Linked DNA regions of Canis lupus: region 1 is linked to region 2. The links are chromatin contacts, called in public Hi-C maps. All regions are on one chromosome and are shown on one strand. The core of a region is the stretch at or near the end of the contact, and the rest is flanking DNA. Distances in the headings are between cores, read along the strand shown. Region 1 has its middle 20 kb from the start of PLAU. Region 2 holds the start of CAMK2G (calcium/calmodulin-dependent protein kinase type II subunit gamma).

The links. A called contact is a pair of places that touch in the nucleus more often than the background predicts.
Region 1: a contact with region 2 is called in a Hi-C map of skin fibroblasts, with 2.6 times the contacts expected there. The contact joins the enhancer-like site here to the promoter of CAMK2G in region 2. A contact is called at or near these places in 6 of 9 Hi-C or Micro-C datasets (amygdala, blood and skin fibroblasts).

Annotation. Positions count from the first base shown.
Region 1 is chr4:25,078,482-25,085,468 of UU_Cfam_GSD_1.0, forward strand. No RefSeq gene overlaps it. Among named protein-coding and RNA genes, the nearest start is that of PLAU, 20 kb to the left of the region's middle. Within about 2 kb of position 3,095, at least 5 of the 20 cell types and tissues checked have an H3K27ac peak or open chromatin away from gene starts, as enhancers often do.
Region 2 is chr4:25,026,999-25,033,801 of UU_Cfam_GSD_1.0, forward strand. CAMK2G (calcium/calmodulin-dependent protein kinase type II subunit gamma) reads right to left here and starts at 5,363. Exons shown (of 23, transcript XR_005357965.1): 1 at 5,157-5,363; 2 at 3,695-3,789. LOC111095488 (a long non-coding RNA gene) reads left to right here and starts at 5,743. Exons shown (of 3, transcript XR_005357967.1): 1 at 5,743-6,335.

The DNA of each region.
Region 1 (6,987 bases), core at 1,845-4,344, 49 kb after region 2:
ACTGGGCTCCCTACAGGGAGCCTGCTTCTCCCTCTGCCTATGTTTCTGCCTCTCTCTCTGTGTCTCTCATGAATAAATAAATAAAATCTTTAAAAAATCTTATCAGCTCAAAATCCTTTACATCTCATCATCTAAATATTCTAAATAAAATATGAGTGAGACACTGGGTACAATCCATTCTGAGGACCATTTTCCCTCCATCTGTGCACTGGTGAAACTCAGGAAACAAGTCATCAGCTTTCAGGGATAGGTATTGAATAATAGTTTTAGACATTCTCACTCAAGAAAAGGGAGAAAATGAAAGGAAAAAAGGTCACTGGTCCTAAGAAATTCCAAAATATAGCTGGGCAAACTCCTTTAGGTTTCAAGGCCTGGGAATAATCCTCTGGGGCTTGAGACTCTGACCTCTGGGCTTGCCCCTCTCTCTTAGTTGTTCCATCTTTTACTTGAATGATAATTCTGTTTGCAGCTGAGTAATTTTTATCATCTTGTTTCTTGCCTATAGAATGTTGGGAGTCTATCAGATTTCTTTCATTTTGTTTGTTCTCTGTCCCTTTCAATCCAAGTTGACATTGTTTCTGCTGGTATAAAATTCCCAAGAACCTGTAGGTCTCCCATGTATGTCACAGACATTCACTTCATTAGACAAAAGTCTCCTCCACAGATTTTTCCTGGATGGTCCCACCTCTATTTCTGGATTCTACTGAGGTGGTGGTGGGGTTTCATGAGTCACATGCCTAATATTTTCAGAAGAGTCCTCTGGGTAAATGAATACCTTTTGATCCTTCAAGGCATTAACAAAAGGTTGTCTAGTCACATGTTTGGCTTTCTCCCCAGAGTATTCATTTCTGACAGTGATTCTTCTAATTTTAGCACCCTTGCCAATCTAGATAGGCTGAGAATTTCCCAAATCACTAGTCCTACTTCTCTTTTGTTTATAGTTCTTCCCTCTATCTCTTTCTCTCACATTTTACTATAAAGAACAAAAATAAGCCAGATTGCACCTTCAATACTTTCTTTGGAAATCTCCTAAGCTAAATATCCAAGTTCATTCCTCACAAGTTCTGCTTTCCAGCTTTCCATATAACTGAAGGATACAATTTGGATAAGTTTCCCACCACTATATAACAAAGACCCCTCCTCTCTTTCCTCCATCTTTCTCTTTCTTTCTTTCTTTCTTTCTTTCTTTCTTTCTTTCTTTCTTTCTTTCTTTCTTTCTTTCTTTCTTTCTTTCTTTCTTTTTAAGATTTTACTTATTTATTCACAAGAGACACAGAGAGGGAGAGGCAGAAACACAGGCAGAGGGAGAAGCAGGCTCCATGCAGGGAGCCCGATGTGGGATTTGATCCCAGGACTCCAGGATCACACCCTGAGCCAAAGGCAGACACTCAACCACTGAGCTACCCAGGCATCCCTTCCTCCAGGTTTCAATAAAATATTCCTTACTTCTAAGCCTTCACCAGCAACTCCTTTAATTTTCATATTTTTACTAGCATTCTGTTTGTGATGATTTAGATATTCTCTAAGACAAAATAGGTTTTCTCTCTACTGTGCTCCTCACTTCCTTCTTACTCCTCATTAGCAATTTTCAACATCCATAGTTCTACTAACAAGTCTGTTCAAGGCGGCCTAGGATTTTTCTATCATTCTTAAAATTCTTCTGTCCACTGCCTATGGACCAATTCCAAAGCTACTTGGTTTTTAAGGTATTTGTTATATCAACACCCTACTCCCAGTACCAAAATCTGTATTAGTTTCTACTGTTAGTGTAACAAAAGACCACAAATTTAGTGGCTTAAAATAACCAGATATATTATTTTATGGTTCTAGAGGTCAAAAGTCCAAAATGAGTCAGTAAGACTGAAGCTCTAGGCGGAATCTCTTTTCTTGCCTTTTAGCTTCTAAAGGCTGCCTTCCGTCCTTGGCGTCAGGTCCCATATCACTCTGACTTCTGTTTACATCGTGACAGACCCTCTTTTCACTCTGGTTCCTCTTGTTCCCTCTTATAAGGACCCTTGTGATGATATTGGGTCCACCTGGATAATCCAGGATAATCTCCCCATCTCAAGATCCTTAACTCAATTGCATCTGCAAAGTCTCCTTTGCCATGTGAACTGGGATTCATAAATTCTGGGGATTAGGATGTGGACATCTTTGGGAGGCAATTATTAAGCCTACTACAGTTAGTACAGCTTAATAGGAGTGGAAACAGTTGCTACAGGCACAGTGAAAGCCAAGCCAAGGTGAAGATTCCCAGGACAGAGTCCAGCCTCTCCCAGGGTTTGGTTGGTCACCTCTGGCCAGCTCTGGGACGCCCCTGGCATGGTTGAGATATTAGGTCAGGGGACATCTGGGTGGCTTGGCGGTTGGGTGTCTGCCTTGGGCTCTGGGAGTGGTCCTGGAGTCCTGGGATTGGGTCCTGCATTGGGCTCCCTGCATGGAGCCTGCTTCTCCCTCTGCCTGTGTCTCTGCCTCTTTATCTCTCTGTGTCTCTCATGAATAAATAAATAAATCTTAAAAAAAAAAAAAAAGAGAGAGAGAGAGAGAGATATTAGGTCAGGTGCTGAGGCTACCTTGGAATCAGTATGCTTATTGGTACTTCTCAGGCCCTGGACTTTCTCCTCAATCCAGAGAGAGGAGAAGGCAAATAACATTTATGGAAGCCCCATGAAGTGCCTGGGACTCAGGGGCCTTTACCCCTGTCCTCTCAGGAGTGTTGTGGCTTTATCCACAGAGGTGCTGGGAGCTGCAGGTCAGGATGGCTCATTCCCCATGGGTAGAGGGGGATGAGAAGGAGAAAGGAAAAGGTGTTAGAGAAACAAAGGAGCCAAAGGCTTGCCCTTGGCCCAGAACTCCAAAGACCTTCACAGAACAGCATGGGTTCTTAGCACCCAGGGTCAGACTTGCAGTAGTTTCCACAACCCCCAATGGCTAATGTCCTTCCTGGGCAAGCAGATGTGTCATATCGGACAGCACCTCTCCCTCACTGGCACCTGTGTGGTGACTCAGACCCCCAGGTAAAGCCCAACCCCATGGGAAGTGACTCAGCATTGAAACTGGCTTCCTCTAATTGGGGAGGAAGGAGGAAGCCTGAAGCTGGGCCTGACCCTCCCTCTCCCTCAGATTTCTCAAGGTAGTGAGGGAGAGGGTGAGGCTCTGCAGGTGACAGTGCTCCAGGGGATGTCCCCACAGCTTCTGCTTTTATTCTGGGTATGTGTACGTATGTGCGTGCGTGTGTTCATGTGTGTGTAGACAGTTGAGGAGATTTTGGGGTGGTGACCATGCTGGGAACTACCAGATTTCCCCTTTGCTGTCACCCCTGCCATCTGCCATCTCCTATCATGCTGCCTTTGAAAAGAGTCAAAAGTTTGTTTCCTGCCCCCAATGTATCCATTTTCTTGAGTATGGCAAGTGGGATTTGGGGAACGGAGAGGATGCATGCTGGCTGCCTCGGCTGGAGTCCTGACAGTGGGGGAGCACATAAGCACATAGTTGGACATCAGTGGAAGGCTGCCCAGTACTGTAGTGACCTCTAGGGAGGGAGACCAGGGAGCTGCAGGATGGGAGAGGGAGCCTTACTCTTCTCCATATATCTTTTTTTTTTTTTAAGATTTTATTTATTTATTGAGAGAGAGAGAGAGAGAGAAAGCACAAGCAGGAGGGGCAGAGGGAGAGGAAGAGAGAGAATCTCAAGCAGACTCTATGCTGAGTGTGGACTCTGACTCGGGGCTTGATCTCAGGACCCTGAGATCATGACCTGAGCTGAAACCAAGAATTGATGCTTAACTAACTGCACCACCCAGGGGGCCCCCTCCCTATACCTTTTAATAACTCGAATTTTGTTCCATTTTCAAATACTACCTATTCAAATGGAAAGATTAATGCCTGGTTATCTGGGAAGGAAGAGAAATTTTTCCATATTAATGTTGAAGCAGTTCATCAAGTTAGGCATCAACTGTACAAACGTTACAAAGTCCCTGTTGGACATCAGGCACTGAGCAAGTTTCCAGAGACTCTGCATAGAGCAACACAGCATCCCTTGCCTCACAGAGATCCCAGTCAGGAGAGTAGTTCAGAGAACTGGGCAATGGCCATGCAAGTATCAGAAACAAAATGACAGGAGTGGAAGGAGGCTCCCTCTGTCCTGGCTTGGGAGGTGAAGCCTTCCTGGACTTGGTGCTGCCCATACTGAGACCTGAAAGGTACGCAGCAGTCAGCCAGGGGAGGGGAAGAGAATACTGAGCATAAGGAACAGCATGCATGCACGAAGACCACAGGAGCCATAAAAAAGTTGACTGCTTCCCTGGAATTGCAAGCAGTCAATAGGTCTGGGGTGTTGAGCTGGAGGCAATGTTAAGGAAATGAAGTTTGAGAGGGAAGGTCAGAATGAAATGCTTTGAAATGTTTTATAAGGCAGTTTAAGGTCAGTTAGTGGTCACTCTGAAAGCAGGTGTGGAGCCCTGGAGGGAAAGGGGTAAATAATAACCCACAGGTATTGGAATGCTCGTTTGTGCCAATCACTTTAATCTTTCTACATGAGTCACTTCATTTAACCCTCCCAACAAGCCCATGAGATATTTATTATCATTTTCCTCTATTTTATGAGGAAATTGAGGATCAGAGAAGTTAAATTCATCCAGAAATACTATAGGGTCATTTAGGAAATATTATGGATTCTAGGCATACAGCTAGCCCAGGGCAGAACTGGGGTCTCACTCAGTCTGTCATGCTAACTCCTCATTCATAGAACGGTGGTTCTCAACAAGGAGTGGTGATTTTGCTCCTCTAGAGGTGGAAGTTTCTGGAAACAGTTTTGGTTACCATAAGTGGGGAGATGCTACTGGCATCTAGGGTTAACTAACATTCTTCAGTGCATAGAACAGCTACACACAGCAAAGAACTATGTGGTCCCCGGTGTCAATAGTGCCAAGGTTGAGAAACCCTGAGACTAAGAATAAGCCATAGAGAGGGCAGGCACAGGGAGGTAGCCAGAAGCTGAGTGTGAGACTTTTGGAAGAGACATTTTAAAAAAGGCCTTGAACATACTGTACTCACAGTAGCAAGAGGCAGGGGTCAGCGACAACAAAGCCTGCGATGGATTTGGCATATCCTTTTCCCGGTGTGCTCATGCTGTTCCAGAGCACCAGCCTTAAGAGCTCAGAGATAGCCATTAATGAGTTATCCTCCAGGTCACCCAGAGCTAACTCTGAAGAGTTTCCTGACATCTAACAGACCCAACACTGCTAAGGAGTCCTAGCCAGGATGGCACCTCCTCACCTGCATACTCTGACAGGCTGCAGCTCCCGGCTCTGGTCCCACTGACACATGGTAACTGAGCCCAACAGGATTTTTCTTTTTGTTTTACCAATTTGCAATTTAAAAGAATGATAACATCCAGCAGCAGTCAGAGACCAAGATACAAGAAATATATTGGAAGCTCTTATTGCCTGAATTTGCTATTCTTACAAATCGCTCAGTATCCCTTCCACCTGGGTCAGGAGGAGGCATTATGTGCTTAGCTGCCTCTTCACTGATTTAACACACCAGCCAGGAGCTTTCATTTCGTTTTATATAATGCAAACTCTAGAGTGGGCGTAGGTCTTTATTTTTATAGGAGGCATATAAAATCTCATAGGAGGTCAACTAATATTTGATAAAGGAGGAAAGACTATCCATTGGAAGAAAGACAGTCTCTTCAATAAATGGTGCTGGGAAAATTGGACATCCACATGCAGAAGAATGAAACTAGACCACTCTCTTTCACCATACACAAAGATAAACTCAAAATGGATGAAAGATCTAAATGTGAGACAAGATTCCATCAAAATCCTAGAGAAGAACACAGGCAACACCCTTTTTGAACTCGGCCATAGTAACTTCTTGCAAGATACATCCACGAAGGCAAAAGAAACAAAAGCAAAAATGAACTATTGGGACTTCATCAAGATAAGAAGCTTTTGCACAGCAAAGGATACAGTCAACAAAACTAAAAGACAACCTACAGAATGGGAGAAGATATTTGCAAATGACATCAGATAAAGGGCTAGTTTCCAAGATCTATAAAGAACTTATTAAACTCAACACCAAAGAAACAAACAATCCAATCATGAAATGGGCAAAAGACATGAAGAGAAATCTCACAGAGGAAGACATAGACATGGCCAACATGCATATGAGAAAATGCTCTGCATCACTTGCCATCAGGGAAATACAAATCAAAACCACAATGAGATACCACCTCACACCAGTGAGAATGGGGCAAATTAACAAGGCAGGAAACAACAAATGTTGGAGGGGATGCGGAGAATAGGGAACCCTCTTACACTGTTGGTGGGAATGTGAACTGGTGCAGCTACTCTGGAAAACTGTGTGGAGGTTCCTCAAAGAGTTAAAAATAGACCTGCCCTACACCCAGCAATTGCACTGTTGGGGATTTACCCCAAAGATACAGATGCAGTGAAACGCCGGGACACCTGCACCCCGATGTTTATAGCAGCAATGTCCACAATAGCCAAACTGTGGAAGGAGCCTCGGTGTCCAACGAAAGATGAGTGGATAAAGAAGATGTGGTTTATGTATACAATGGAATATTACTCAGCTATTAGAAATGACAAATACCCACCATTTGCTTCAACGTGGATGGAACTGGAGGGTATTATGCTGAGTGAAGTAAGTCAGTCGGAGAAGGACAAACATTATATGTTCTCATTCATTTGGGGAATATAAATAATAGTGAAAAGGAATATAAGGGAAGGGAGAAGAAATGTGTGGGAAATATCAGAAAGGGAGACAGAACGTAAAGACTGCTAACTCTGGGAAACGAACTAGGGGTGGTAGAAGGGGAGGAGGGCGGGGGGTGGGAGTGAATGGGTGACGGGCACTGGGGGTTATTCTGTATGTTAGTAAATTGAACACCAATAAAAAATTAAAAAAAAATAAATAGTGGAATGTTTTGAGAACCAAAAAAAAAAAAAAAAAAAATCTCAT
Region 2 (6,803 bases), core at 4,113-6,612:
CCATTACTGACAGGGAAGAAAGAATCGTAAGCTACACTATCTTCCTACATCTCGCACCTGCCAAATAGGCCCCAAACACAGGTCTTGAACCTGTGTCCTCTCCAATAGCCGTGTCAGGCCTACAGTCTAGCTCCATGGATCAGAAAGGGGGAACACAAGCCAGCACTAGGGTACGAGGGTTCCAACAACTTGGCTCTGAGTTTCCTGAGAGCCAAAGCCAAGAAGCAACCATGATTGGTTACGTAGTCCACTGAATCCATTCATTGGATGTGTACAGGCCAGGTATGTGTCAGGCACTTTGTTGGGCCCTGCCCACACAGAGGTAAAGAAATAAATAGATGTGGTCCCTACCCTTTACCTCCCGGGTCCTCAAGAAGAGGAAAGCTTTTATTTACATTTAGCCTCAATAGAAATTTCTTCAAATGGGGTATACAGATTAAATAAATAAACACAGCAAGTGCTGCAACAGATTTCAAAATATTGTTTCTGGTAGCATCTCTTAGTAAGGCCAAGTACCCACTGTAGTAAAAGCAATTGGAATCTAGATAAATGGTCCAAATACAGAGGTTCCTTATGATGCGAACTGTTCCAAGGATAAATCCTAAATTACGGAAGAAGAAAGGACCATTTGCCCTTCAACTATAGCAATATGGGGAAACGCTTTGGATGTAAGCAAGAGAGCAGGATATAAAATGTTATGCTCCATGAGGTGAAAATCTATATGCATATGAATAAAGATAAGAAGGGAATCTGAAGATTTAAAAATAAAAAAAGACATAAGGGCTCAGGCTCCTTGGGGGGGTGCTCTTAAATCTTAAAATAACGACTTATCATTGCCATCACCTGGCCCACTAGCTCCTGCATCCAAGCCTATTTTAAATGCCTCCTTCAGCCTAGTGGAGAGCTAAGCTTGGAACCATGGGCTCCCTTAAGAGCCCCAACTCCACACCTATCACTGTTCCAAGCAGAGGGAGTGACGTTATGTGACTTTCAGTGACTTTACGGAGACAGGCCTGCAGACAAAGACGGTGCTCAACACGCAGCCACACGAACTCCACAGCTGCGAACGTGGGCCCCCGAGGCCACAACGACAAGAAACAACGTAGTAAAAGAAGGATTCCCATCCAGGTCCAGTCCCCCCATAAGACCAGGGGACCTCTCCCTATGCCTCCTGAGCATTTCACCATTGATGCCAGGAGAAGCAGCTTGATACCCTTTTCTTTCTCTCAATTCGCAGCACAGAAAATCACAAACAAGAAGACAGGCAGAGAGACTCAGCAGAGCGAGCCCCTTCAGCCCCTCACGGATGACTCTGGTGGGCCCACCACATTCCCAGACACAGAAATCCAACACCTGCGGAGCCCTAGACAGGGAAGAGTGAAACCCAGCTCCAGCTGCTGCACCTTTATAAAATATACAGCGTAAACTGAGAGGCTGTAGGGAAGCCATGGGCCTTCACTCCCTAACCCCGTGGGCACCAGCCCAGTGGGCGCCCTGGCCCAACTCTCCACGAGCTCACATCCCCTGTGCCCACACCTATAGCACAGCCCCCAGCTTGGTCCCTCCATCTCCAAGACAACACCCTCCCACTCTCCCACCTCCAAACGGTACTGGCACTGACAGATTCCTGACCCTCTTGTTGGCATCCGTGCCCATCAGCCGGGACCAGGCCTCTGTCCCTAAGTTAACCTGCACACAACAGAGCCCCAGTCTTGGCATAACTGTCTCAAGAGGGGGAGTTGATGTCTGAAGCATATGATCTTACACAAGAATCCTTTCCTTGAGGAAAAAAAAAAAATCAAAGAGAAATCAAACCTCATCCAGTTTGGGCAGGGAGAGAAAGATGTCAGTTGGAGAAGACAAGACAAGGTTGAAAGGAGGTGAGGGAGGCAATAGGACATGATGACACAGGTCAGGGAAGTTCAGGGGGGTAGGGAAGGAGGAGAGAAATGACAACTGAAGGCAGGCAGCTCCACAAAGTCACCACGACAGCTACCCTCACATCCCTGAGTGTGGCTCCTAGCGTCCCTCCCTCCCTCACCCCTGGGTCAGAGGACACTGGTGAGATGAGGAACACGAAGCATTGCATCATTAACTCAAGACACCAGACACCGGCCCCATTTCTGATGCACCAGGGCTATGCCGTGTGGGCATAGGAAGGTATCCACTCTTGCACTGCCGTCCCTGCCTGCGCCCTGCACCCTTGGCCAGAGGATGTCTGCCAAAGAGCCCAGCCCACTGTGTCATCCCCCTACCCCAGGGGAGGAGGGCATCTGACTGCCCACATTATCTCTATGGCAACCATTGCCGCCGACTCAAGGTACCCAGAGAGAAAGAAAACAAACAAATAAGTCAACTTTATAGCCAATGTAGAGAAACAGCAAGAGATGGAGGCTGGGAGACAGCAAGACAAGCCCTGTCAAAAAAAAAAAAAAAAAAAAAAGACAAGCCCTGTCTGTAGGGAGGAAGAGAAGCCCTCCCAGACAGGAGGCAGACACAGCCCTGCTAAACCGGTCCCGGAACAACCAAAAACATGACAGAAGCCCACTGTCATCTCCATGGAATTTAATAGCTTCTCTGATACTTAGGGACATCAACTATATCTCTCATGCCAGAGTCGCCTGGGTCACTATTAGCGACAGTCCTCACCTTCCCCAGGGCATCTGTATATGCTGCTAATATATGTGTGGCATCCTATTGCCCCATACAAATTCCTTTCACTGGGTCTAAACACTTTTGTCCCCCTGCTGCACCGTGCAGCCTTCAGCCTTCAGTCTTTGACGACGATGACGACGACCCATCCAAATACCTCGGTACTCACCAGACCTGTTCACAGAGCACTTCACACATTGCTGGGTCTATACCTATCAGATGAGGTGAGTTTGGCAAGCACCCAATGCAAGGTTCAGGGAGTGTAGGATCGAGGTGTGAAAGACAGGGCTTCACTCTCCTGGCCTCAGGTACTCAGGAGGATCTCACAAAAAAGGCTCCACGGCCTGAGCCTTCACAATCCTCGGACCTGGAAGCCATGCGGCTCCCACCCAGACCAGGCCATTGAGATTTCCAGACCATGAGGCATCACCCTCCACCCAGGACAGGCTGCATCTGCTGCTGCACCACTAACTTTGTAATTTGATCAAAAAAGCAATCAAGTTCATCTGGCAGGATTTGTTCCCGAGAAGCCCTCGCCAGTAGCAGCCTCCCCTGATGTTTACAGATTCCCTTCCCTTGGGAGTCTGTTCTGCCGCCTGGTGGGCAGGGGGAGGCTGGATTTGTCAGAGCTGTTCATTTACTGCATTTCCATCCGAAGTCACCACTGGGGCATGGGGATTAGGACAGGCCTAGAGTGGCTGCCCACTGCCCCCAACACAGAAGACTCCAAATTAGGAGCTCTCCGTTCCCTGTTACCACCACTCCCCACATCTCTCCCTGCTTTAAAGACCAAACTCTCTTGAGCCTTCAGGTACCATTCCTCCCTGTGGCTACCTACACGTCTTACATCTTTTTCATTCTTTTCTACCTGAGCACTTCTGGTTCACCATGCAACTCCTTGCCTGGCTTCCAAGTCAAGCAACCCTGAAATTCCAATTCTTCTGCAGGGGCTAAAATGCACAACCCCCAATTCCTGGAGCATCTTCAGAAGCTAGAGCCTTGGAGGCGGCCTAGGGAGAGGCCAAGATGGGGAAACACTCACCCCGGGCAGATAACTTCTTGGTATTGATGATTTTTGCTGCATACTCTTGCGTGGAGGTTTTCTTCACACACCTGCGGACCACAGAGAAAGCACCCCTGGAGGGAGAAGGGGGAAAGAACTGGGACACGGAGCAGAGCAGAGTGACACAGACACGCTTCAGGTCTGAGAACAGCGATGCTCCCATCACCAGCCCTTCAGTCAAAATCAGACACATCAGCATAGTGGCCATCACCCTCTAACGTGGGGTAGAAAGATGTGGCCACTGCAGGACACTGAACGGATGCGGGGGGTGGGGGGGGACCACCTCATCCCACCCTCACATCTCTAGTCGCTGGACAAAGCAACAGCCCCAACCTCAGGCTGTACATCAAGAGCCGGTGGGCAATGCTTAAAACACACACCTGCTGCATCTCACGGACAGCCCTGCAGTCCCGGCCAAGAGAACCAGGAGAAGGGACAGACCCTGCCCTTCTCTCAGCAGGAATAGTTGAGGGTAGGGGAAGGAGAGATTAGAAAGAGGGTATGATTGCGGGAGAGAAATCTCCCTCAATCCTGGGGGAAGGTGAGAAAGTGAGGCTCAAACCCCTAACAGCCGGCATCATCCCACTGCATCCCCGGCTCGACTGGCGGCGGGGAAAGACAGGATCTAGTTGTGGGTCTCAGACATCCATAGCTCCCCTACCCCACGATTTTTTCCACTACTTTCCCCCCCAAATGGGAGCTCGCACTCTCTGGCTCTGGAAACGTCTAGGGGGGCGGGCAGGGCGGGGGCTGCAGTGGCCGGGCTCGGCGCCGCGGGTGGGGGTGGGGGGGCCGGGGCTGCTGCAGCGGCCAGCTCAGTGCAGAGGGGAGGGGGATGCTGCGGCTGCGGCGCGCGGCTCCCGGGACCACTGCAGGGATAGGGGGAGGGGACAAGGGGGTGCTGCAGCACTGCCCAGCAGCGGGGCTGGGATCCTGGAAGCATCACTAGCGGGGGGCGGGGCCGGGCACCAAACATCCCCCCCCCCCACTCGGGCACCGCAGCGGGGTTGGAGCTGCAGGGCCGCGGAGGGTCCAGAGTGCCAGGCGCGTGGGACGTGGGACAGGGTGCTGAGTGAGCTCCAGAGCAGGGTGAGGAGGGGGCGCGGCGAGCAGGCGGGGGCAGAGTGGGGGGCGCCTGTGAGGGAGGGGCGGGGCTGGAGGGCGCCCAGGAACGGTCCGGGGGCTGCGGTCCCCGCGGCAGCGCGGTGTGCAGCAGCCCGGGCAGCTGCTGCAGGGCGCGGAGGGGGCTGCGGGGCAGCGAGCTGGGGGCCAGGGGGCCAGGGGGCCCCGGAGGCGGCGGGCGGGAAAGGCTGGGGGTGGGGCGGGCCGAGGGGGCGCCGCAGCGGCCGGTGCAGGGCCGGGGGGCGGGGCGAGGAGCCGCATAGCGCCCGGGCGGCGGGGACCGGGTGGGGGGCCGCGGCGCGCGGCGGGCGGGCCGTACTTGCCGAGCTCCTCGAAGAGCTGGTAGTCGTCGGTGAAGCGGGTGCAGGTGGCTGTGGTGGCCATGCTGGCGGGCGGGCGGACGCGGCGGTGCAGCCCGCGCCGACGTCGGTGCACAGTCACCGCCGCCCGGCCGAGGGAGCAAGAGGAGGAGACGGGGCTGAGCCCGGCAGCACCGCGAGACTTTACCGGGGAGAGCGAGGGAGGGAGGGACACCCCCGCGCCCGCCCGCCCGCCCCGCCCCCAGCCCCGCCGGCCCCCCGCCCGGCCCCCGGCCCGCCCCGGGGAGGGGCCTCCCGCCGCCGGCCCCGCCCCGCCCCGCCCCGCCCCGCCCCGGGAGCCGCCCGGCCGGCCGCGCGCCGGGGAGCGCCGGAGCGCGGGGGCGCGGGGGCGCGGGGGTCCCGGCGCGGGCCCCCCCGGGGGAGCCGGAAGCCTCGCGACCTGCGGGTTTGTCCCAGAGCCGGCCCTGCGCGGGCTCGGAACGTGCGTGCTGCGTGCGTGGGCCGGGGGCGCCGCGCGGTCGGGCCCGCAGAGTTTTCCCGCGGCCCTTCGCCCCCGGCCCCGCTGCCGCCCTGTGGAGAGAGCGCCAAGGTCAAAAAGTCGCTGTCAGGCCGCACCCGCCTGTGCGGGGCGCGCTCTCTCAGCAGCCTTCCCTCTGGGAGCTGATAGTCTAGACCTGGCTAAGCCTCAGGGCCATTATTAGATAAAACCCTTCAGGCACGGTTTGCTCAGGGAGACCAGGCCGGGGCCGAGGATGCAGGTGGGACTCTGCCTTCCTGCCCCTCCCGCCTTGGAGAGGAGAGACCGTCCTTTCTCTCTCAGGCCAGTAATGAGAGGGCTGAGGTGGGACCCATCACCGAGGTTTTGTGTGGTTGTGGGCCCGAGGAGCAAGCGGAAGGAAGGAGAAAGTATCCCCATTTTCTTGCAGGGCCCCCTGTATATTTTCATTTCATGGCACTCACCACATTTTGTAATGATATGTTTTAATTTACTGCTGTGAGAGGCGGTAGAGCTAGAATGTGGTCGTCCAGACACTGGATTCTGATGTCAGACTGCCTGCTTGGATCTCCGGGCAACTCTTTGACCAGCCGTGTGATGTTGGGCAAGTCACTTCATCTTTGTGTGTGTCAGTACGTTATCTGAAAACTGAGAAGAATGGTAGCACCTACCTCACAGGATTGTGAGTATTAAACAGGCCAAATCACATAAAGCAGCTTGAGTAGCTCCTGGCATCTAATTAGAACAGAGGTAGCTATTATTATTTGTTTAATATTTGCCTTCCCACTAAATTGTAGGCTCCAATAGAGCAGGGCCTTTGCCTCCTCTGTTCACCATTGTATACTTAGCCCTAGTCCCTCAGTAAACATTTGTGGAATGAAGGGACTACTTGGGGCCCTGGCAAGGGGAGTTACCACCCCTTCCTCTGTCCCCACTATCAGAGGACAGTAGGAACTGAGGCACATTAACTGTCTCCGTGGAGGAGAAATGAGCTGGGCGGGTTCCCAAGCTGCCCTGCCCAGGCAGCTGTACCCCAAGTCAGGGGCCAGCCCCAACTGGGCAAGATGGAGTTGGGCCAACTGCTGCGGCTCAGTCTTGATTACAGCAGGACGCCCACTGGGAGTCAGGCCTCCATTGTCAGCGGGCTGGC